Linked DNA regions of Sus scrofa: region 2 is linked to region 1. A link is a contact called in public HiChIP or PLAC-seq data. All regions are on one chromosome and are shown on one strand. Each heading gives the region's core, a stretch centred on a gene start, on an enhancer-like site or on the middle of the called end of the contact. The rest is flanking DNA. Distances are from core to core; before and after follow the strand shown. Region 1 has its middle 40 kb from the start of FOS. Region 2 overlaps FLVCR2 (feline leukemia virus subgroup C cellular receptor family member 2).

What was found. HiChIP or PLAC-seq counts read pairs in DNA pulled down with a chosen protein or histone mark.
Region 2: a contact with region 1 is called in an H3K27ac HiChIP or PLAC-seq map of alveolar macrophages. The contact joins two enhancer-like sites. A contact is called at or near these places in 1 of 5 promoter capture datasets (liver) and 1 of 2 datasets of contacts at active chromatin or transcription factors (alveolar macrophages).

Annotation. Positions count from the first base shown.
Region 1 is chr7:98,486,207-98,492,785 of Sscrofa11.1, reverse strand. No RefSeq gene overlaps it. Among named protein-coding and RNA genes, the nearest start is that of FOS, 40 kb to the right of the region's middle. Within about 2 kb of position 3,490, at least 8 of the 83 cell types and tissues checked have an H3K27ac peak or open chromatin away from gene starts, as enhancers often do. A contact at or near this core is called in alveolar macrophages, where this site is marked.
Region 2 is chr7:98,725,597-98,732,175 of Sscrofa11.1, reverse strand. The region is part of intron 2 of FLVCR2 (feline leukemia virus subgroup C cellular receptor family member 2); the gene reads right to left. Among named protein-coding and RNA genes, the nearest start is that of FLVCR2, 11 kb to the right of the region's middle. Within about 2 kb of position 3,640, at least 6 of the 83 cell types and tissues checked have an H3K27ac peak or open chromatin away from gene starts, as enhancers often do. A contact at or near this core is called in alveolar macrophages, where this site is marked.

The sequences.
Region 1 (6,579 bases), core at 2,241-4,740:
GGACCGCCCTTCCCTAACCCACCTACCTACCTCTCACCCAGTCTTGCCCTCTGCTATCAAGCCTTCTCTGACCCTCAGGCTGGCTTTGTGCCACCACAGAACCTCGTACACTGCTCAGTGTTATACCATTCACTTTGAATTCTAATATTTGCTTTTATGCTTGGACCCTACCCTAAACTAAACTTTTAGCTACTCAAGAGCAGGGATTTTTAAAATTCAACTTTCCAGGAGTTTCCATTGTGGCTCAGCAGAAACAAACCTGACTAATATCCATGAGGACTCAGGTTGTATCCCTGGCCTCGCAGTGGGTTAAAGCATCTGGAGTTGTCGTGAGCTGTGGTGTAAGTCGCAGATGCGGCTCAGATCTGGTGTTGCTGTGGCCGTGGCATAGGCCAGCAGCTACAGCTCCGATCAGACCCCTAGCCTGGGAACCTCCGTATGCCGTAGGTGTGGCCCTAAACAGATAAAAAATAAAAAATAAAAAATAAAAAAATAAAATAAAATTCAACTTTCCAGAGTTCCCATTGTGGCTCCGCCATGAAGATGCGAGTTCGATTCCTGGCCTCGTCCAGTGGATTAAGGATCCAGCGTTGCTGCACACATAGGTCACAGATGCAAGCGAGGCTGTAGTAAATAAATAAATAAATAAATAAATAAATAAATTCAACTTTCCATAGTCATGACTTCAATACCATCTGCATATTCATGACTCCAATTAACATAACCAGCCAGACTCTCCTCAGCACCAGAGCCATAGATCCAAATCTAGATGTCCCTTGAACATCTCCTCTTAGATGTTCTACAGACCCCTAAATTCAATGACCCCAAAAGTGAGCACATTGTCTTTCCCTACACTTACCCCCCCACCGCTTCCTGAGCAGGTGGACAGGACCACTCCCCATCCGGTCACTCAAGCCACATGTCTGAGCTTCCCCCTTACCCCCTCCTCTCCTTCACTCTATCCACCATATCCTGTGTAGTTCTTGAGAATGCACCCCCCCCCACATCCTCACAGCCCCTTCCTTGTTCAGGAACCGTCATCTCTCACCTGATCAACTGCAAACCCTTCTTAACAGTTCCCCAATCTTGCCCTCTCCTCTCCTTCCTTCTCAGTCTCTGTATGAAAGCCTGATTTTTGTTGTTGTTGCTGTTGTTGTTGCTTTTTAGGGCCGAACCCACGACATACGGAGGTTTCCAGGCTAGGGGTCAAATGAGAGCTACAGCTCCCTACGCCGCAGCCACAACAATGCAGGATTCAAGCCTCGTTTGCGACCTACACCACAGTTCATGGCAAGGCCAGATCCTTAACCCACTGAGCAAGGCCAGGGATCGAACCCATAACCTCATAGTTCCTAGTCAGATTCATTTCTGCTGCGCCACAACAGGAACTCTGAAAGCCTGATCTTTTTAAGATGGTCTTTTTGGGAGTTCCCGTTGTGGCTCAGTGGTAACAAATCTGACTAGTGTCCATGAGGACCCAAGTTCAATATCTGGCCTCGCTCAGTGGGATAAGGATCCAGTGTTGCGGTGAGCTGTGGTGTAGGTCACAGACACAGTTCAGATCCTGTGTTGCTGTGTCTGTGGTATAGGCCAGCAGCTGCAGCTCCCATCCAACCCCTAGCCTGGAACGTCCATATGCCACACCTGCAGCTCTGAAAGCAAAACAAAGTTCTTTCTGGAATGTCAATGTGATCCTAATAAAATTCTTCCACGTCTCCCCAAAATCCAAATTTCTCAACATTAAAATGGATGACAAAACCCTTTGGGACTGACCTCAGCTTATCTCATTGTTTACAATTTCTCTCCCAATCTTGCCCACCAACCACCAGTAAACACACAAAATAAGCTGCAGCCATCCAGAATGACCTGCCATTTCCCAGGGTGCTATATGCACTCTCCGCATGGCACAGGCAGTGTCACTCACCAAATATCACATGTGCTTGCCTACATTTCTTGCCTTGTGGCAATTAGATGGAGCCATGTAACTAGTTCTAGCAGATTTTGAGCAGAAGCCAGTGGTTACATCTGGGTTAAAGCTATAAATTTCCAATGCTTCTCCCTCTCTCTTCTTCCTCAGCCACATATTGAAATGGTGGAGTCTTGAGATGGAAGCATCCTGGATCACTGAGTCACCACATGGAGGACAGTTGCCCTGAATGCACATCAAACTTCTCTTGAGGGAGAAAGAAACAGTTCTCGTGTTAAGCTACTTTGTGGGGGGAGCAGTTCTTTTACTGCAGCGTAACCTAGCCTATCTCCTCCCATTCTTTCGTACATCCTCTGTCTATAAAGAGTTTCCCTCCTGTCTCACTACAGCCACCTCCACACCCGGCCAGCTCCTATTTTTAGAGTTGTGTGTGTGCAGGGAGTTTTTGTGGTTTTTTTTGGTTTTCGTTTTTTTTTAGGGCCACGCCCATGGCATATGGAAGCTCCCAGGCTAGGGGATGAATCCGAGATATAGCCACTGGCCTATGCCACAGCCACAGCAATGCCAGATCCTAGCCAAGTGTGCAGCCTACACCACAGTACACAACAAAGCCGTATCCTTTAACCCACTGAGCAAGGCCAGGGATCGAACCTTCATCCTAATGGATAATAATCAGGTTTGTTACCTCTGAGCCGCAATGGGAACTCGCCCTATTTTTCTATCAGGCTTAGTTTAGCTGTGACTTCCTCCTGAACTCCCAAGTCTAGATCTGGGATTCTCACTGAGAACTTCCTTAGCAACCTGTGAAATCCCTCCTAGCAATTTGCACTATACATTATACTGGCCATTCATTTGCCTCTTAATCCCCACTGGGTCTGCAGAGCTAGACCCCATACCTATCTCATTCATGCTTCTGTCCCCAGCACCTGACACAGGGCCTGCCTGTAGGGGATTTAACATATATTTGCCCAGTGAATAAACCTGATAGTCACAGGACCCAGCCCCTAGCTCAATAAATATTTGTTAAATTAGTGCATGAACAAAGGACTTTACAACCCCTAAAATCAAAAGGGAAAAAAAAAAGATTTGGGTTCTACAAAGTAGCCTGATACCCATACTACAGTCTTGAATTATGCAAATACACTCACAAGCTACTTTAGATATGCAAATTAGCATACCCATCCCTCAGCTCTGCCCCAACACTGAAGGTCAACTATTTGACTTTAATGAGTCTCTAGTCCTTCTTCTAGTGGGTAAACTATTCGAAATAATTGAGGAATTGGGAGGGTGGAAAGTTCCCCTTTTAAATGGCATATTCTTTTGGAGAAACAAAAGGCGAATGTTGAAAATCTGCAGCCAGATCCTTACCCTACCCCTCCCTCACTTTGTTCGTGTTTGTTTAACTTTTCATTCGGATTACCTACTGGGACCACAGAAGGACTGCTCTTAGGCATTAAAACAGCGGCTATGTAAATAAGGGAAGCGTCTTAAGCTCTGGTGCCATTTAAGGCCACAGCTGTCCCACAAAGCCACAGGCACTGCTGTTGAGTCAGGTGGCTGGGAGAGACAGGGAGGGGGGCTGAGCAGCCCCCTCTCCTTAGCTGTCCGATGCCTGCGGTGGCACTCAGGCCCTTGAGCTTCTCCATTTGTCATTTTCAGCAAAGCCAACAGCTCCAGTCACTGGGGACTTAGGCAGGCAGCTGCAATTTTTCCCAAGGGTTTCAGCTCAATCTGGGTGAAGCCTTGAGAAATCATTGGGGAAAGACCCATCGATCAGACTCAATTCAAGGCAGGAAAGATTTATGGAGCATGTACACATAGGAGTTCCTGGAGGGAATACTAAAGAAATCTACATCCCAGGTGGCACCTTCAAGGACCTGAGCTTCATGAAAAGAGCCAGAGTTGAGCATGTGAGAAAAAAACAAGAGGACAATATAAGGCAGTGTATAATCAAGTGCTATGTTATGTGGTTCAGGCTCTACAAGGATCAAAAAGCCAAAGAGTGATGAGACCAGGAGGCGGCAAGGAGAACCTCATTATAATGTTGGATGCCTGCTCTAAGCCAGATATCACACACCTTAGTGCTTAGGCTGCACAAACCCCTTGAGACAAAATAACTTTCCCAAGGTAGCAGAGCCGAAGGGTAGAACCAGAAGTCTAACCCAGACCTAACCTCAAAACCTGTGTTCCAGGCCACCTCAAATATACAACCTCATAAAGGGTATTAATGATTATGACTGGGGCCCTAAGCTAAAACTTGCCCATATATTGCTTTTTGCCCCACTTTATCTTGAGGAGTGTCAATACTTGGAAAAACTGAGGCTCCGAAAAGTTATGAGCCACGGGGCAGAAAATTGCGAGACCCCCTAGTTGCAATACAATTCAAATTTATTCCAATTCAGATATCCTGTGCCTTTTCGTTTTCCCCTGCCATTGATTTTTATTTAAACCACAGAATTTTTAAAGGCGCAAATGTGCTATTTTAGGAGCTGGACACATTGAGATATTGCCTGTTTCTGAAAGACAAATTGATACATGTTTTTACTGCTGCCGTCCTTCAGAAGTCCTTCCTAGACAGTGAACATGGCCTTGAGGTGGGGGGCAGGGGAACACCCACCACCAACCTAGATCATATTCCTCATCAGTCTGACACTGGCTGAAACGCCCCTGAAATGTCATAGGTGAGCCTTATAAAGCAGGCTTCATGCTATATGCCTTGGATTTTTATTTAATGTTTTTCCAATTGCCATCAACATGTCAACCATATCAAACACCCCTGTATGCCAGGCACAGTACCAATTCTTTTCTCGGCACAAATCCCCTTCTGGAGGCCAGGAAACTGAGGATCAGGAAGCTTAAGTTACTTGCTCCAGATCATACAAGTCAGTTGCCGAGCCAAACCTCCTGTCTCTGAGACCAGAACATGTTTTTATATCTTTCTCAGTCAAAATTCTCACCCGAATAGATGGTAGGGCACAGCTTAAATCATTTTTAAAAATGTTTTAAACCAGCAAAATGTGCATTTTGTTCATACCAAAATGCAAGAACCTGGAGTTCCCTGGCAGCCTAATGGTTAAGGATCTGGTGTTGTGACTACTGTAGCTTGGGTCACTGCTGTGGCATGGGTTCGATCCCTGGCCTCCCGCTCCGTGGGTTAAGGATCAGGCATTGCCTTGAGCTCTGGTGTATGTTGCAGACTCAGCTCCGGACCCCGAGTTGCTGTGGCTGTGGGTGTAGGCTGGCAGCTGAAGCTCCGATTCGATCCCTAGCCTGGGAACTTCCATATGCCATGGGTGTGGCCCTAAAAAGCCAAAAATAAAAATAAAAATTGGAGCCGTCTACAGGCCAGGCAGAACCCACACAGGTTGAGTGTGGCCTCCAGGATGGCCTGCAGTGAGGTATCCTCCTGGCCCACACGTGTATGGGTCATGGAGTTTGAACTCCTCTCAAGAAGGGATGACACTTCCCACTGGGCTGGGGAGATAATCCCAGAGAACTAAGAAAAGAGGAGTTCCCGTCGTGGCTCAGTGGTTAATGCCAACTAGGAACCATGAGGTTGCTGGTTCGATCCCTGGCCTTGCTCAGTGAGTTGAGGATCCAGTGTTGCCGTGAGTTGTGGTGTAGGCTGCAGATGCGGCTCGGATCCCACATTGCTGTGGCTGTGGTGTAGGCCGGCAGCTGCAGCTCCGATTAGACCCCTAGCCTGGGGATCTCCATATGCCGTGGGTGTGGCCCTAGAAAAGGAAAAAAAAAAAAAGGAAAGAAGAAAAGATATTCAGGTTTCCAGATTCTCAGCCAGGGAAGAACACCAGCTGGGGCCAAGTTAGACTTAGGAGACTAGGGAGCCAGATGTGGTCCCGAGTTCTCTCAACAGCAGACCCTTTATTCCTCAGGCTGTAAGTCAGTCGGCAGACAGTCCTTCAGTGATGCCCTGGTCTCCACTTACCCTGTTCTGGGTTCTGGGGATGGAGCGGGCAACAGACAGAACAGAAAGAATGCTGCGCTCATAGAGTTTATAGCCGATGGGGAGGAGGCAGAAAATACCAAGCAATCGGTCCCTGGGTCCCTGGGTCCCGGGGGAAGGGAAGGTGAAGCAGGGCAGGGAAGACAGGCATGCTGGCCCAGGGGCACTTCTGGGTCCGGGGCATCTGGTGACCGAGGCTTAGAGGAAGGGGGCAGTGACGGTGTGTGGTGGAAGGAGGGGGGCTGGGGGCTCCCAGGGGGTCGAGGTGGAGAGATGGGAGGAGGAAAAGGAAGGGGTCAGCTGAGTGCTGGGTACCACCCCACGGGAGCCCACCCTTGAACAGCCCTCTTCCTCAACCTTCGGGGAAAGCTACACCCCCAGGAGACAACACTCATGACGGTTTAATTTCTTATGGAAAAATAAAGGAAGAGGCTGAGATTTGTGTCAGGGTTAATGCGTATGGGAGCCCAGAAGGGGGAGAGCAAGGGGGACCAGGACAACTGGAACGGGTCCATCCCCCAGAACCCGAGGTGGGGGGCGGGGGGCGGGAGCGAGAGGGCAGGATGGCAGCACTGGGCCCTGCCTGGACAGCTCAAGCCACACATTCACTCTCATGCACAGGCCCGGCCTTGCTTCGGCGATTTCTCCAGGTGTGAGCACCCAACACGTGACCCAGAGCTTGCAGAGT
Region 2 (6,579 bases), core at 2,391-4,890, 240 kb before region 1:
GAACCAAACATTCCCAAGGACTTGCCTTTACTTCGCAGATAATGCCACTGTTGACATGTCTGTCCCAAGGCCAGCAGCTGAGAATGTCTCTTAGTGGCCGGGTCTTCCCAGGCCTTGGCTCCCCCAGCCAGCCAGCCCCAAGGAGGAGGGGCTCTACCACCTGCGGCTCTTCCTGAGGCCCCGCTTCCAGTGCTTAGAGGTGAGGAAACAGATGGAGGGGACTTTCTCAGGAGCTTCATAAAAGGTGAAGAAGCTTAGTAAGAGGGTTGGTCAGGCTGCATTCTTTCCCTACCCACCACCTCTCCCAGGCTCCCGAGGCCAAGGTTGAGGCACTATTCATTGGCAATCACAGAATGTGCTCCAGAATCTTCCTTCAGCAATGAGAAGACAGTGCTCCGGTGTAAAACCAGAACAGCAGTCATCCGTCTTTCCATCCACATGTTCTCAGCCCCCACCGCATGCCAGGCATGGCCTCTTCTAGCCTGTGTTCTACAAGCAAGGTCTTGTGGGGGGTGACCCATTTCTAGAAGGGTGATGATACCAGCTTCAACCTAACCCATCAGCAAGGAGAGTGGACAGCCAGCAGGTCTGCTTAAGTTCCCCACCTATGGCCCCAGAGAGGTGGGAGGATCTGCCAGCAAATATTTCTGGGATAGCAGCTGAGAATCCAGAGGTTCCAGAAAGAATGTTGCAGAACCTGAGTTTGACGAGGTGGGAGAAGACAGATATGGACTCAATGAATGTTTGCGGAAGCTCATCTAGTTCAGGAGCTTTCGCAACTTGCTTAACGCTTAACTGGGGTGGCCACCCTGTGAGCCCTGGGTTTCTTGTTACAGACAAGGAAGTTGTCGCCCAGAGAGAGCAGGTGTCCAGTTTGAGGTCCCAAAACACAGGTGCTGGCAGAACCAGGCTGGGGTTTCTTGGCTCCCACAGCAGGAGTTCTCAAACAAGCTCAGGCAGAGAATCAAAACCGCAGATTCCTGAGCGCCCCCCTCCACCCACCCACTCCCCTGTACCCAGGAATCTACATTGCAAACAAACTCAGGTGGTTCTAATGCTGGAGCTTCAAGGACCACACTTGAAAGCAACTGACCCTGGAGTTTCCGTTATGGCTCAGCGGTGATGAACCCGACTAATATCCATGAGGATGCAGGTTGAATCCATTCAGTGGGTTAAGGATCGGGCATTGCCATGAGCTGTGGTGTAGGTCCCAGACGAGGCTTGGATCTGGCGTTGCTGTGGCTGTGGTGTAGGCCAGCAGCTGCAGCTCTGCTTTGACCCCTAGCCTGGGAACCTCCATATGCTGCAGGCGCAACCCTAAAAAGCAAAAAACAAAAACAAAAACAAAAACAAAACAACAACAACAACAAAAAAAACCCAAACTGACCTCCACTGCCTCAAGGAAAGGAATCAAGAGCTAATTCCCAGCAGCAGCTGGGCTCCATAGGCAGCCTAGGCAGGGACAGGTGGTGGGACGGGTGCGTGCTCCTGCCTAGCTGCTCAGTGCCCCTGAGTGAGTGCCCTGAGAAGCCCAGAGACACATCCATACCAGACATGAAGCCCAAGAAAAAGGTCAGTGGACTCGAGAATTGCTCAAGGGGCAGCACCATCCCAGACTGACAGCCCATGGCGATGGACCTCTGCTTTAATGCCATGACTCATGGCCACTCACTTACTACATTTGGGAGTAGATGGACATGGCGAATGCCCCTGTGCATAGACGGCTGCCTCCAGAGCCAGCACGGGAGACCCAGCCACGCCAACATAGCCAATCTGGGGCAGCAATCAGGAATTTCCAGAGAAGAGGAGAAAAGAAAAAAGGAAGCACAACAACCCCCAACCTTGCTCCAGCTTCTGTCCCCCTCCCTTCTGGAGCCCTTCATCCTGCAGAACCAAGAGAGGGGAGACGCTCCCTGGGGTTAAGTTTGGGAGGGCACGAGACAGCAGTCAGGGCACAGAGAAGAAAGAAGAGGAAACACCAGCTTCCACCTTAACTCTGTGGTGCCTTATCATCCCTGATGAGGATCCAACCAATCCACAGGGGGCTGTTTGATGTCGGGGGTTGAGGGAGGTGAAGGCAAGGGAAGGACATCCTGTTAACAGTATTGCTGGACAAAGATCAAGAATCAGGCAGTGGAAAACAGCTGTGGCCACCTGATAAGCCGGGGCACCCCCCTTCCTTCAGTAGAGTCAGGTTTATAAGACTAAGGTCTGATGGGCAGACCTACACCGCAGCACGAGACGCCTAACCCACAGAGTGAGTGAGGCCAGGAATCAAACCCACATCCTCACGGACACTATGTCAGGTTCTCAACCTGCTGAGCCACAACGGGAACTCCCAATTACCTTTATCGATGATAGCAGCGACAGCTCTGTTCTTCACTTAGCACTTCCTATCTGATAAACTGTCCCTAACTGCCCTCCCCTCCTGTCTCATTTACTCCTCTCCTCGACCTTCTGCAATAGCCAATATTATCTCCGTCTTAAAGTAAGAAGCCAAGAGTTAGAAAAGTCAAGGGTCTTATTTCAAGGGTACACAGAGGAGCTAAAGATGTGACCTCGCCCATCCTGGGTCTAGCAGAATTCAAGGCACCCAGTAAGGACTGAACAGCTCTTTCCACCCAAGGGGTAAGACTGCATCAGGTCAGGAAGCCAATCAGGGCATGCGAGTCCCTTCCTCCAATCGCCCGAGCTCTCAGCTGAGTGATCACCTCAACTCCTTTCAGGAAAGGAACACGTGTTTATTCATTTCTCCATCCATATTTAAGCAGCTATTATGCCCAGAGCCCTGAAAGGCGGGAGACATGTATTAGTCCAGGCTCCAGTCCTTTGACAAGTTTCCCATTTAGTGGGAAGAGGAGCTGGAGGAAGAGGGAAAGAGGACAGTTAAAGTTAAGGAAGAAGAGGAAACCCAAATCGCCAGAAAACACAAGGGCCTGTATCCACGCCAACTCAGCAAGCACCCACAAGGGCAAAGAACATCCTTCCCCAGCACAGAAACTGAGGAGATGATGGCAGAGGAGGAGCAGGTACCCAGGTACCTAGCCAGAAGGAACACCTCACAAGCAGTGTTACTTTTTTTTTTTTTTTTTTTTTGGTCATGGTAAAATATATAGAGAGCATAACATTTACTGTTTTAATCATATTTAACTGCACAGTTCAGTGTCATTAAATACATTTACATTATTGTGCAACCATAACACCATTCATTTCCAGAACTTTTTCCATCCTCCCAAACTGAAGCTGTACCCCTTAAACACTTACTCCCCACCCCGTCCTCCCCCAGCCTCTGGCAACCACCATTCTGCATTCTGTCTCTACGAATTCGATGACTCCAGGTAGCTGTGGTATAACAAAAACATATTTGGTCTTTGGCCCTGGTTCCTGGCACAAAGCTCTAAACCCTGGGAATTTCCTGAGTGACAGGAATGTCCTTTGTTATAAGGAACCCAATTCCACCCCACCTGAGTTTATGCTATAAGGTGACTGAGAGAGGGGCCCCTGTAGAGCCTTGGGATGGAGCTGGTCTCCAGAAGACCAAGCGATTAGAGTTTGGGAACTTTCAGCCCCATTTCTGAAAAGAGGAAGGGAGCTGGAAATTGAGCTCTAGAAAAACTCATGAGCAAGGAAATCTGGTGAACCCTCAGGCTGGTGAGCACATGACATCAAAGTCCTGGGAGGGGGGCGGCCCCACAGAGGCTCTTGCATCTCCATCTGGCTGTTCCTGACGTTAGCCTTTAAAATAAACCAGCAAAAACAGCAGGTAAAGTGTTTACCAGGGTTCCCTGAGCCATTCCAGCCAATTATAGAACCTGAGCAGGGCTTGTGGGCACTCCCCCACCCCAATTTATAGCTGTCAGTCAGAAGTATGGGCGGCCCCTGGGACTTGCAAAGGGCATCTTCAGTGGAGGCAGACTAGTGGGACTGAGTCCTTAACTGGAGTCTGCACCAACTCCAAGGAGTTGCTGTCAGAATTGAACTGAATTGTAAGACACCCAGTTGGTGTTAGAGAATTGGAGAACTGTTCTGTGTCAAATAAAAAGACACCTCAGTATCTCATAGCAGTGGAGTGTGTCCTTTTGTGACAACCTTCTTTCCCTGAGCATAATGTCTTCAAGGTCATCCAGGTGCAGCATGTGTCAGAATTTCTTTTCTTTTTAGAACGGATACTATTCCATCCTACACATATACCACAATTTATCAATTCAGCCATAGATGAACATCTGGCTTGCTCCCACCCTTTAGCTTTTGTGAAGAATACTGCTTCACACATGAGTGTACACATATCTGTTCAAGTTCCTGCTTTCAATTCTTTAGGGTATCTACTGAGAAGCAGATTACTAAATCATACAGTAATTCTATTTTTAATTTTTTGAGGAAGTGATATACAATCTTCCATGTGACCGCATGGTTTTACACTCCCATCAGCAAGGCACAAGGGTTCCATTTTCTCCACATTCTTGCAGGCACTTCTTACTTTTTCTTTTTTTCTTTCTTTCTTTTTTTTTTTAATTGATAACCATCTTAACGGGTATGAATGAGTATCTCCTTGTGGTTTTGATTTGCATTTCCCCAATGCTGAGCTTCCTTTCTTGTGTTTATTGACCACATGCGTATCTTTTTTTTGGGGAGAGAAATGTCTACTCAAGTCATTTGCTCCTTTTCAAATCAGGTTGTGTTTTTGTTGTTGTTCAGCTAAAGAGTTCTTTATATAATCTAGATATTAACCCCATATCAGATATATAATTTGCAAATATTTTCTCCCACTCCATGGACTGCCTTTTCACTCTAATGATAGTGTTCTCTAGTGAACAAAAATTTTTAATTTTGATATGGTCCATTTTTTTGTTGTTGTTGCTGCCTATGCTTTTAGTATCATATCCAAGAAACCACTGCCATCATTGCCAAAATCAATACCATGCAACGTTCCCCTTATGTTTTCTAGTAAGAGTCTTACAGTTTTCCAATATGATTTGTTGAAGACAAGTGATAATTATATGTCAACATAGTTTCATCGACTACAACAAATGTACCACTCTGGTGGGGGATGCTGACAACAGGGGAGGCTACACCAGAAGGTAGTCCAGGGAGTAGATAAGAAAAGCCTGTACCTCCTCTTAATTTCGCTGTGAAACTAAAAGTGCTATCAAAAATAAAGCCTATTTAAAAAGCTGTCCTTTTGCTCTTGAATGGTCTTGACACCCTTGTTGAAGTTGACCATACATGGGAGGTTTATCTGGACTCTATTCCTCTAGCCTTACATGTTTATCTTTATGCCGATACAGCACTGTCATGATTCCTGCAGCGTTATTAGTTTTGGTATCAAGAAGTGTCAGACCTCTGACTTTGTTATTCTTTTCCAAGATTGTTTTGGCTGGTCAGTGTCCCTTTAATTTCTATACGAATTTTAGGATGCATTTTTATTCATCCATGAAAAACATCATCGGGATTTTGGTAGTGATTACACTGGATTTATAGACTTCTTTGGGTAATATTGACAACTTAACAAAAGTAAGTCTTCCAATCCATGAACATAGGATGTTTTTTCATTTTAATATGACTTCTTTAATTTCTTTTGGTAACATTTTATAGTCTTCAGTGTACAAATCTTTCACCTCCTTGGTTAAGTTGATTGCTGAGTTTTTTTTTTTTTTTTCAATGCTACTGTAAACAGAATCTTAATTTCCTTTTTGGATTGTTCATTGTTAATGTACAGAAACACAACTGGCTTAAAATGTTGCAAATTTGGTCTGCTCTGCTGGGTCAGGTTTGCAGAAAGCAACTCAGGAGGCACAGCAGTGGTGAGAGGGGAGAGCTAAGGTGAGTAAAACAGCCATGAAATCGTCTACCATTTCGAATGTGACTTTTTCTGGGTTGGGCATTTGCTTGGTTGCTGTAGGTCTTTGATTTCCAAAACTCCCATTAAAAAAGTTATTTTAGCAGTTTCTGGTTTACTTAATGTTTCTGTGGGTGAGCGAGGGCCCAGAGCTTCCTGGTCCACCATCTAGTGACGTCACTCCCCTGCGCTTTAGGCTTAATCTCTAAGCAGTGTATCTTCAAGGAGAAAAATAAGGAGCCAGATTGGTCAGAGCAGAGGACAAGGCTGGGAGGGAACAAGGGACAGGCCGGATAGGAAAGGCAAGAGAGGAGTGGTCCTGGCTGCTAAACAGAAGACTTAGTTCTGATTCCATGCCGTTGTCAGGCCCTCAAGAATGCCTGCCAAGGCAAGGTGGCCACGACAGAAGTCAGGTCAGGCACAGCCTCCTCCAGTGCACTGAGATGAAAGTCAAAGAAACAGGAGGATAGAGAGCTTCTGCTCTGGTTCCACCTCATAGGCCTTCAGGGCCCACCCTACCCCAGGGCTTTGAGTATATTTTCAGAACCTTAAGTGAATCAGATTATGATTCACCTCTCATAATTCTCATCTCCCCTCAGTACAGAGAGTGGTTGAGCTCCCAGCTACATCCCCCTGGACATCAGACCCATCAGAGAGCAGCGCAAAACATACCAGTCCTGACAGGAGCCTGGCTCCAAGCAGAAGGGCGTTTTCCCACGACACACCGCTCCTCTCTCCTAGTG